Regions from separate parts of the Mus musculus genome. Here region 1 is linked to region 2. A link is a contact called in public HiChIP or PLAC-seq data. All regions are on one chromosome and are shown on one strand. Each heading gives the region's core, a stretch centred on a gene start, on an enhancer-like site or on the middle of the called end of the contact. The rest is flanking DNA. Distances are from core to core; before and after follow the strand shown.

Region 1 (5,128 bases), core at 2,023-4,522, 530 kb after region 2:
ACACTTAAGATTCGATGGGAACAGTATTGACTAGTACATCCATGGCCCCTGAAGGACCCCCAAGGAACAGATTATGGTCTTGCCAGTCTGTGGGACCTGTAGAAGTTGAGGAATCATCTTTGAAACCGTTCATATCTGCCCCCCCCCATCCGCCCACCCACAAGGTACAGGCTCTAGATTCCCAGAGAAAGATGGACATTCTGGACCTCCTCATCAAACGGATAGGGCGGTGGTGAGACCAGAAGTGCGGATTTATGTAATCCGGAGGCAGATGGCTCCTCTACACCTTCTCAGCCATCAGAAATTCGGTTTTTGTTTTTGTTTTTTATACTTCCTCCACAAGTAATAAAAAGAGAGCTATAACCTGATGAGAGTGTACGGTGGTGACAAGGTCAGGTTGTGGGGCTCATCATTCTGGTCCCGGTACAGCCAACCAGCTGGTCCTCCTTCCTGGACATTTGGGTGGCTCCTCAGCCAGCTGGACAGGAGGTTTCTGCCAGCACTGTCTTTCCCAGCGGGAGGGTCAGGAGTGACAACTGTTGTGTGCCCAGACCTGCGCAGATAGCCCGCCCGATGGGAAGTGAGAGGCTGCCCCTTACTGCTGTCCCATTACTGCTGTCCCACGCTGTGCTTTTATCTGGCTCCCACGTCCTCTCACACACATACAAAAATAAACCCCCAAAATCTCGGGTTTTTCTCTTCTCCTTCCTAAACTCAAGACACCGACCTGCGCACTGTGAGCGGAGCTGTCAAGGGCCCTTGCTAGCCAGAGTCTGAAACCCCGTGCCCGTCACTCACCCCCACCCCCACCCCCACCCCCACCCCCGTTCACCGGCCAGGAGCCATCTGTCTTATCTGGCCCGTGTTCGTCCCATATGGTTATTCAATCTTGGGAACTGTTGTGTGCATGTCTTATATTTCTTTCTCTACATTTCTCTGTATTTTTATCTGCCAGACTTAGTCTCGTCCGGCTCTTCTTGAGAATACCCAACTTCTCCCCCAAACCTCTCAAACAACCCCTTTCCTTTTCCCCACCCACCCATGCGCACACTGTTCTGCCTCCCCTGGTTCCACCCTCTCACCCCCAACCCCGTTCCTGCCAAGATCAGACATGCTCAGTCCCTGCCAAGGAGTCTGATACTTCGTGATATGCATGGGGAAGACTGGAGCAGCCTGCTATTTTTGTCAGCACTGGAATCCTACGGGCTTTGGGGGAATCAGTAACCCAGTCACTGTTCACCGCGATACCTCTCCTGAGCCCGGGACGAGCAGACTCACTTTATGACCTGCCTAGAAATCGGTTTACCAGGAACACTAACCCAGCTCGCCTATTGCCTACTTCTAGGTTGTTCTAGGTTGGCCTCAAGAGGGAGCTCTTGGACAATCCCCCCCCCCCCCCCCCCAGCCTTTATCCTTTGACAGTATCCTGTTGGCTGCCCTCTTCCATGGGAAAACACGTTTGCAGGTTAATATTTAACATCCGAGTTTCTCTCAGACCCTGGGGAATCCCAGTTCCATCTTGAGGAATATCAACACCGTGTTCCTTACAGAAGGACGCATGCTGAGGATGGAAGCCCTTGAATAGATAATCAATCTGTGAGAATCTGTACAAATAAAGATGACACGGAATGGAACGATCCCTTTACAGGGTTTAAGTATCTTCCTTAGAGAAAGATAATATATCTAAATAAAGGGCAAAACAAAATGCTCAGAGTAGAGACACCGCTTTAGAAGAAATCAGGGGAAGTTAGGTAAACGGGCCTGCCTGACAGGGAATGAACCTGTGTGATACTCTTTGTCCCGGAGTGAGGTAGGCACCTTTGGTGAAACCCCTCTTATTAATGCTCCTTCAAAGTAGCTTTTCATTTATTTTCATCTAAAATTCTATGGGGCAAACTAGCATGCCCCAGGGGTATGCTCGTTTTTGCTTTAGTATTTTAAACATGGGCTTTATGATCTTAAACAAGCCCAGGCGTGTACTCCTTAATGAGAATGCTTAGGAGTGGGCCGACCCCCACAGGAGTATGTGCGCTCTCCCTGTGCCTTCTTTGGGGGCAGCGCTGTTTTGTGATCAGTCTTTCCCCTGCTTTTGGCCTCCCGTCTGCCGCTTTTGGCTTCTCACTCACCACGCAATTCACCAATCGCTTTTTGTCACAACCTCACTGGGTGCGTTACAGCTATCAGATGGGAACAATCACACCAACCTTATAGGATTGCCACGCAAACGTCACCGTCCTCACAGAAGCCTGGCCCGAGGTTGCTGGGAAATACGCGGAAGCCGTGGGTTTGCCAGTGAAGTGGCGCTCTGAGGCATCTGACCTCTGCCTAAAGCCGGTCTGGGGTATTCCTACAGCACGAGGCTTGTCCATGCCAGCGTAGGGGACCCAGATAAACTACGCATTGTTGTATGAAGAGTGATCTAAAACACGAATCTTCTGGAAATTCTTCTTCTTTTTTTTTCTTTTTCTTTTTCTTTTTCTTTTTGTTTTTCGAGACAGGGTTTCTCTGTATAGGCCTGGCTGTCCTGGAGCTCACTTTGTAGACCAGGCTGGCCTCGAACTCAGAAATCCGCCTGCCTCTGCCTCTGCCTCCCGAGTGCTGGGATTAAAGGCGTGTGCCACCACGCCCAGCTTCTGGAAATTCTTTTTAAAGAATTTCTCTTTAAACGTAGGAAGACTTGGAAATAGAAAAAAAAAAAAAAAACACTTGAGCTCACGAGGAAAGACAAATACATCCGTGCGCACAGTAGGAAGGATCATGGGTAACCTGTGCTCTAACGTTACTCACCTGGAGGCAAGCACGCTCCAATGACTTGGGGGAGAATGGGTTTTCTCAGAGGCACATTCCCCCCTCCGACCACTAGATGGCGCCAAAAGCATGCTAAACCACTGACAATGTGCCTGTCCACCATTTCTGTGGCTCACAGGCTGTCCTGGGGCCAGCGCTGTTCATTGTAAGGTGCATTTCCCACCCCAACAGACATCCCAAAAGACACGCGCGCGCGCGCATGTGTGTATGTGCCTTTCTGTTAAAAAGCTCCATTAGAACTCTTAAATATCCTTGTAAAGCTCAGTCACCTAAGTGCAGTTCATGGCTTCTAGGATTATACTTAACCTGAAAGGGAGGAGGGAGAGTTGGGGGGAGGGGGGAGAATTCAGGAGTTCAAACTAGAAAACATATGGCGTTGCCATCACGTGATCCTGGCTTAATCCAGGCTGCAGTACGACATGACCTCAGCCGGGTCTTTTAATCCCCTTGAGCCTCCCTCCCTACCCTATAAAGGGTGACAGAGTGTTGAGGGGCTCAGCAGAGGGTACAGGTACCAAATAGCTCCTCATACCCTGCTCTCCAGAGCAGGGGATGGACTTCATCTTCTATCCATGCTGGGGAGAGAAAGATGGGTCCCAGCAGGCTTGTAGCGATTGTATTTCCCAGCCTCAGCCAAGATGGCCACGGGGCTAATGGCGCTATCTGTATTAACTCACAGGGCTCCGTATGCAATAAACAGTTACCTCGAATGCTGCCAAGTACATGGTACTTCGAGCAGGAATGTAAGAGTCTGAGCGATGATTATTACCTAGTAAGGGAGAGAGTTCACGGCTTAGTTTTCCTTGAAATGTATTCTCGCTGCGCAGCTCAGGCTGGCCTCAAATTTACTAGGATTACAGGCTTACACCACCAAGTTTCTTGAATGCCTCATCTGTGAGAGGCTCACGGGCAGGCAGAGGCATGACCACAAGCTGAGGCAAGAAACCCCCCCCCAAGTGGTGGCACTATACCTGGGCAAATCCTAGAGAGGAGTCTGGAGGAAGGCTGCCTGCTCCTTTGTGTTGCAGTGCCGACTCTGAAGAGCTCCGAGGAACATCTCGAGCTGGACTTGAGTGCGTGGATTTCCTGTGTCTGCAAGAAGTCATTGAACTGTGCATGCTTTCAGACGCTGCCACCGAAGGACTGGTTGCAGGATTGTGAGGTGCGCTCTTGGAATGAGGATTTGGTATAGGAGGGGGCCTTGGATGCAGGCCTCTCTCACTTGCTGGGAAGTTCAGTGTCACTCTGTGTTGCCCGGGGACTGTAGGACTGCACCTGGGCCTTCTAAATCAGAGCTGGGGACAGACAGGATTTTTCATCAGGCTCTCTCAACCCTAACCTGCTCCTCTCGAGTGCGGTACCTGCGACTGTGCACGATCAATGCCTGGGGTCACGATCAATACCTGGGGTCACCTCGTGTGCTATGGCAAAGGTAAAGGATGCATAGATGTAACTGAGGTATTGAATCAATGGACAATGAGTTCACAAAGGGGAAATGATCAGGTGATCAGAAGATTCCACCCCTGACCCCCCCCCCCCAGCTCCCCCCCCAGCACCCTCCACCAGCCCCTCAGCAGTCCTGCCAGTCAGTGCCAAGACAGTTAGAATTCAGGACCATCAGACGGACAACCATAGAGATGTGAGCTAGCACTTCCGCAGAAGGCTGCTTCCAGGGCCGACAGACAAGAAGATGACTTGAGTGCAAGAGAAAGGCAAGATTGCAGTCTAACTGTCCCTTTGCCTGCATCCTGCAGGCCCTGAGCAGAGGACCAGCAAGACTTGGAGACAGCATCTCAGCATCACCTGGAGCCTCTGACTCTAGGACACGTCATTACATAACCGCAGAAAATGAGCTCAGGCTTGTGCTACCTTACAGAGTTATTGCGAGGATTATAAAAAAATGTCTGTAAGACACCTGACTGTAGAAACTGCTCAGCAGTTAAGAGCCCTGGCAAATACAGGACCTGGTTTTACTTTCAAGCAGCCGTGGTTCCCAACTATCTGTAACTCCCGTTCCAGGGGCTCTGACACCCCCTTCTGATCTCCATGGACACCAGGTATACATGGTGCATAGACATACATGCAAACACTCACATGTTGAGGCTTGGTCTGTTGCTATGTATCTATCATAAATGCTAAATTCTGTACCCAGAGGTCTAGTTGCCTACGAGTAAATTCTCATGCTTTCTTTGTGCAAACCTTGTTCCTTAATTTCAAACTGTTGGTTAAATAAAAATGGCTACAGCCAATTACTGGGGGTGGAGGTGGGGAGTGGAAGGGAGGGAGGAGGGGTTTGAGTTACCTGTTTGGGAGTTGTAGA
Region 2 (5,213 bases), core at 2,365-4,864:
TGCATTATGCTTGCTTCCATTCCCCACAAAGGAATCACTCTGAAATAAATCTGTTGGTGAAGCCACTTAAAGGACTTTATTGCTGGAGACGTAGGGGTTTTAATAAATTAAAAGTTAATGTCTCAGTTCTGAAACTCAATAATGCATTGACCAAAGGGTAACATTTGTGAAGGACAAAGAGATAAATCATTTCTAGCTTACAATATATATCCGTTTATTCCACACAGCGAGAACAGAAGTGCACACACTCAGCCACAGACTGGTGTACATGATACAATTTACCTTCCAAGAGGTCAAAATTAATATCGACAGGAAGATCACAGAAGATTCTTCCAGAATAAAGGTCACAATTACAGGTCGTTAGTAAAAGCTTTCTCTCTCTCTCTCTCTCTCTCTCTCTCTCTCTCTCTCTCTCTTTCTTTTTGGTTTTTCAGGGTTTCTCTGCATAGCCCTGGCTGTCCTGGAACTCACTTTGTAGACCAGGCTGGCCTCTAACTCAGAAATCCGCCATAAAGGCGTGCACCTCCACCGCCCGGCTGTAAAAGCTTTCTTATTAAAACCTCCTTTGAAAGGCTATTTAGAAATCAACACTTCAGATACCAATTCCAATCCTTCACAGACTACTCAAAAATATATATACTTTAAATTTCAGTATTGAGATAGTGCCCAGGTACCATTTAAGAGCAGCACAGAAAATTCTGGAAAGCCAATCTTCAAAGAGATGGTTATCTATGTTCTTTGGACATGTGACTAGTTTTGGGTTTTTTTGTTTGTTTGTTTGTGTTCTTTATTTTATTTATATGAGTACACTGTAGCTGTCTTCAGACACGTCAGAAGAGGGCATTACGGATAGTTGTGAGCCACCATGTGGGTGCTGGGAATTAAAGTGGGGACCTTTGGAAGAACAGTAGGTGCTCTTAACTGAACCATCTCTCCAGCCCCTAGTTTTGTTTTGTTTTTTAAGATTTCATTTTTATTTTTAGTGTGTGTGTGTATGTGTGTGTGTGTGTCTATGTCCAAATCCCCTTGGATCTGGACCTACAGAGGTGGTGGTGAGCTGCCCAACATGGGTGCTGGGAACCAAATTCCGGTCCTCTGGAAGAGCAACGTCCACTTTTAACAACTTCCCAGCTGTCTCCCCAGCCTTAACTACTTGGCGTTTTAAGGTTGTCTACATCGTAAGAAAGGAATGCCCTTCAGCATGCTGGGCTACTCAGCTTTGGCGGGTGAATGTTGCAGCGGTCAGCTTCTTGTCACGCTAACAAAGTATCTGAGGTAATAAACTGAGAGAAAGGAGCTATTTTATCTGAGAGTTAGGGGTTCTAGCCTAGGATCAATTGCTCAGATTTAGCGTGTAGTTAAGGTCACAGAACAAGAGAAAGAAGTTGCCAGGATTCCACATTCCATATGGGCATTTTTGAGTGCCTATTGACTGTTCTCTCTCTCTCTCTCTCTCTCTCTCTCTCTTTCTCACACACACACACACACACACGCATACACGCACACACACACCCCTCTCTCTCCTCCCTTCATCCTCCCTCTTTTCCATCCCCCTGCTTCCTTCCTCCCTCCCTCTTTCCCCCTTTCTCGAATACAGTGAAAGTATTATGCCAGGAAATTCTCCAAACAAGCTTCTTTAATCACATGCGATGACTTCATAAATTTCACAGTAGCAAAACTGCAGGTCAGGAATGAGCCGTAGAGGAAAAGACATGAAGTTTCCAAACAAATATGTCTCCAGCTGGGCTCTGCTCCCCAGATGAAGAGTTAGCCCTGCCAGACATTCTGGCTTCAGGTTCCGGATCTTGGAGACGGATCTTGGAAGACGGATCCTGCAGAGTGAGTTTTCAGAGAATGATCTATCCCTGGAGAGTCAGAGGCAGCCGGGGACAAAGCTAGTCTGTGGCCAGTTTGCAGATAGGCCTCAGGTGCCAGCTCCCAATTAGAAGCTCCAGCCCTGCCCAGGAATGCAGAGCAGCCACAGTCAAGGCCAGGGAGAGTCAAGGGCAGAAGCCAAAAGGCCCCAAAGCCCCGGAGAACTGTAACAAAGGCGAGTGATGGAAGAAAATTCTTGCCATTCCCAGCGTGCTCAGCTGGCAGAAGCTGAATGGAAAAACAGTAATGAAGGATCGCTCTGTCCCAGTTTCACACAGACCTTCTCTCTTCCCTGAAAAGAGAGCCTAGTTAATATGCCTGCCCCAACATCCTGACACCTGACAGAATGGAGGGGGAACAGAGAGAGTGCCTGGAGACAATGGAGGGAACTGTTCACAATGGTTAGCACCAAAGAAGGGCACCGTCATCCCAAGGACTGGTGGTTTTAATATTTCTGAGTTAATAGAAACTGGTTTTTTTTTTAAATGATACATAACCTATGCAATAACAAGAAACGTCTTTCTTAATAGTTTCCTTTTTAATAAATATGTCATTAAATCCAAAAGTGCTTCTTCAGATGTGGGGGCTCTAATCCTAGCATTCAGGAGGCAGAGGCAGGCAGATCTCTGAGAGTGTGAGGCTAGCCTTGTCTACATAGTGGGTTGCAGGATAGCATGTCTACCTGTACCAAAGAGTGCACCAAAGACCTCGGAAGACGGTGTCGATTCCCTGGAACTGGAGTTATAAACAATGGTGAGCTGCCAAAGAGGTGCTGGGAGCCAAACCCAGATCCTCTGGAAGAGCAGCCAGTGCTCTAATCTGCTGAGCCGTCTATAGTGCCAAGACGAGTGTTTTTATAAGACAGTGTAGGTGGTATCGCTCAGTGGTAGAGTGCTTGTTCTTAGCAGCCTCAGGGGGCCCCAGGTTCAGTTCTCAGATATAATAATAATGATGATGATGATAATCATAATAAATAACGAGGAGGAAGAAGAGAAGGAGAAGGAAGATGAAGAAGAGAAGGAGGAGGAGAAGGAGAAGAAGGTACAAAGAACTAGAATCTTCCATGAGCTGGGATATCATACACGGATAAACATGTGTTCTGTTGAAGGGGTGCATGCTTCGTAAGGTCATGAGCCTCAATTTAGCCTAGGAATTTCCTAAAAGTCCAAAATGATACCTCGTGATAATAGTTGCCTCAAACCCGTTTTTGCTAAAAAGGCTGATTCCACACTTGAGCCCACAAGGACTGGGTGAAAGGCCTGACACTCTGCCTTTGTTTTGTATCTGCCTCCTTTACTTTGGGTCAAACTCACACTTGACTCGGTAGTGTTGAAGCAAAACAAAAACCAGGGCTCTCATCTTAAAGGGAATGAGAGTTTCTTCTGCAGCCAGGTTGAGTGACCACAGGCTGAGGACCACAGATTTCGATCACTCCAAATCCCACTTGCAATTTGGAAGCAGTTTTGTTTAGTTTTTTTTTTTTTTTTAATAATTTTACAGAACAAAGTCATAAATCAAGACAAGTTTAAAATATGTTGGCGGGTACATCAGAGAGTCAGGCAAGAGATAAGAGAAGCTTCTATCTATAGACCCAAGACATTATATGAGCTTTGGGGCTGGCAGAAGCTAGTTGTCTGTTAAGTGGCTAGGTTCCAAGAGGTTATTAGTCACAGGGTGTTTGCTCTGACACAGAGTTGGTCAGGGAATAGCTATTCTGAGGTTTGAACTAGTCGAAAATAAGGCAAGCAGTGTCTGGACTTGCTACATTCCAACCTCCCCATAGAACAGCTGGAACCCTCATCAGGCCATCAGTCTCGGCAGACACAGCATCTTTTCAGGAGGATTTGTTCACAGGAGACATCAGGCATCCTCATCACTAAGGACTAGATAGTCTTGATGACCTGACCGGGACACCACATCCATCTTCAAGGCTAACAGCGCCAAGACAACACTGTTCTGACCTTGCAGTAGCCTTGGTTCCGACAAGAGTCAAGCACAGCAGGCCAGATCAGGCCCAAACAGGACGACTGCTCAGGGCTTGCTGTTGTGCTCTGTAGTTCAGGTCACCTTGGAGAGACCAGGTAGAGAGAGCTCTTCAAAGACGGTGGTAAATACTCCTAAGCGTCCTGCAGGACTGGAGCTGAGCCAAAGAGGCCACCTCGGCAGGGGGCTGCTTCGTTCCCCACGCCTCTTACTGCAGTTCTTCCAGCTGCAAGCCCTTGCTGCTTTCCTTTAGCCGGTCCTCATAACATGGCCATATTCATCCAACCTTCACTTCCTGCCTTTCCTCCCTCCCCGTTCCAGCTCCCCTTCACTTCCTTGTTCAGTTTACTGAGACAAGGTCTCACACTATGTAGCCCAGGCTAGACTCTAACTTGTGGCAATCCTGCATCAGTCTCCTGAGCACTTGGACTATAGCTGGGCGTCACCTCTCCCGCCATTTCTCTACTTTTTACTGCCTGGTTTTTTGGGTTTTTTTTTGTTTTGTTTTGGTTTTTGGGTTTTGGGTTTTTTTTTGTTTGTTTGTTTGTTTGTTTGTTTTTTAGGGCATATCAAGATATGTAGTGAGCCGAAGCTGTGGGGATGCCTGAGCTGGACTTTGCCCTACGATTCTGTTTCTGCCGTCACCCCAGATTACCCTCCCATGCCAGCAGATGCAGCTGACACTCAGTGCATTTAGAGAATGCACAGTAAGAGCAAAGAGTATCGTAGAGAGTGGGACGTGTCTTTTCCTTCGTTCTTCCTGTTCCTTCTGCCCTGAGTATGAAACTGGGAAATGCCCTCGTAGAGTGGGATGACAGTCTAACATGGGCCAGAATTGTTCATGGTAAAGAAGGGAGCCAGAGGTCTTCAACAAGCTCCCAGCCACACGGATGCACACATAGGGGTCACAGACACATGGATAGAAGTCACAGATGTACATACAAATGTCACAGATGTGCACACCGATGCACACACAGGTTTCACGGATGCACACACAGGGGCCACAGCTGCGCACACAGTGGTCACAAGCAGCACACACAAGGGTAGCAGCTGCACACACTGGAGTCACACAGGTGTCACAGATGCACACACAGGGGCCACAACCCACTCCCCACCTCAACTCTTCTATCAAGGCCTTGGAAACACATACTGAGCATCATCATAGGGTTACCACTGAAATTACTTTTTCCCTGCACGTGTAAGTTAAATTCTCCGATTTCCCAGCAGGGGAAGACAAACAGAAGCCTCATCCAAAAGGAGCCCATTGAACGCTTTAAACAGACAAGCAAATGGTTCTTGTGAGTCTTGGATTAAGTTGAGAAGACAGGAAGTCATCCTGTGTAACAGGGCAGCAT

The links. HiChIP or PLAC-seq counts read pairs in DNA pulled down with a chosen protein or histone mark.
Region 1: an HNF4G HiChIP or PLAC-seq map of pancreatic cancer cells shows a contact between it and region 2. The contact joins two enhancer-like sites.

Annotation. Positions count from the first base shown.
Region 1 is chr17:66,232,444-66,237,571 of GRCm38.p6, forward strand. No RefSeq gene overlaps it. Among named protein-coding and RNA genes, the nearest start is that of Gm20742, 43 kb to the left of the region's middle. Within about 2 kb of position 3,273, at least 30 of the 459 cell types and tissues checked have an H3K27ac peak or open chromatin away from gene starts, as enhancers often do. A contact at or near this core is called in pancreatic cancer cells, where this site is marked.
Region 2 is chr17:65,700,312-65,705,524 of GRCm38.p6, forward strand. All of the region lies in intron 3 of Rab31 (RAB31, member RAS oncogene family), which reads right to left. Among named protein-coding and RNA genes, the nearest start is that of Gm35477, 61 kb to the left of the region's middle. Within about 2 kb of position 3,615, at least 160 of the 459 cell types and tissues checked have an H3K27ac peak or open chromatin away from gene starts, as enhancers often do. A contact at or near this core is called in pancreatic cancer cells, where this site is marked.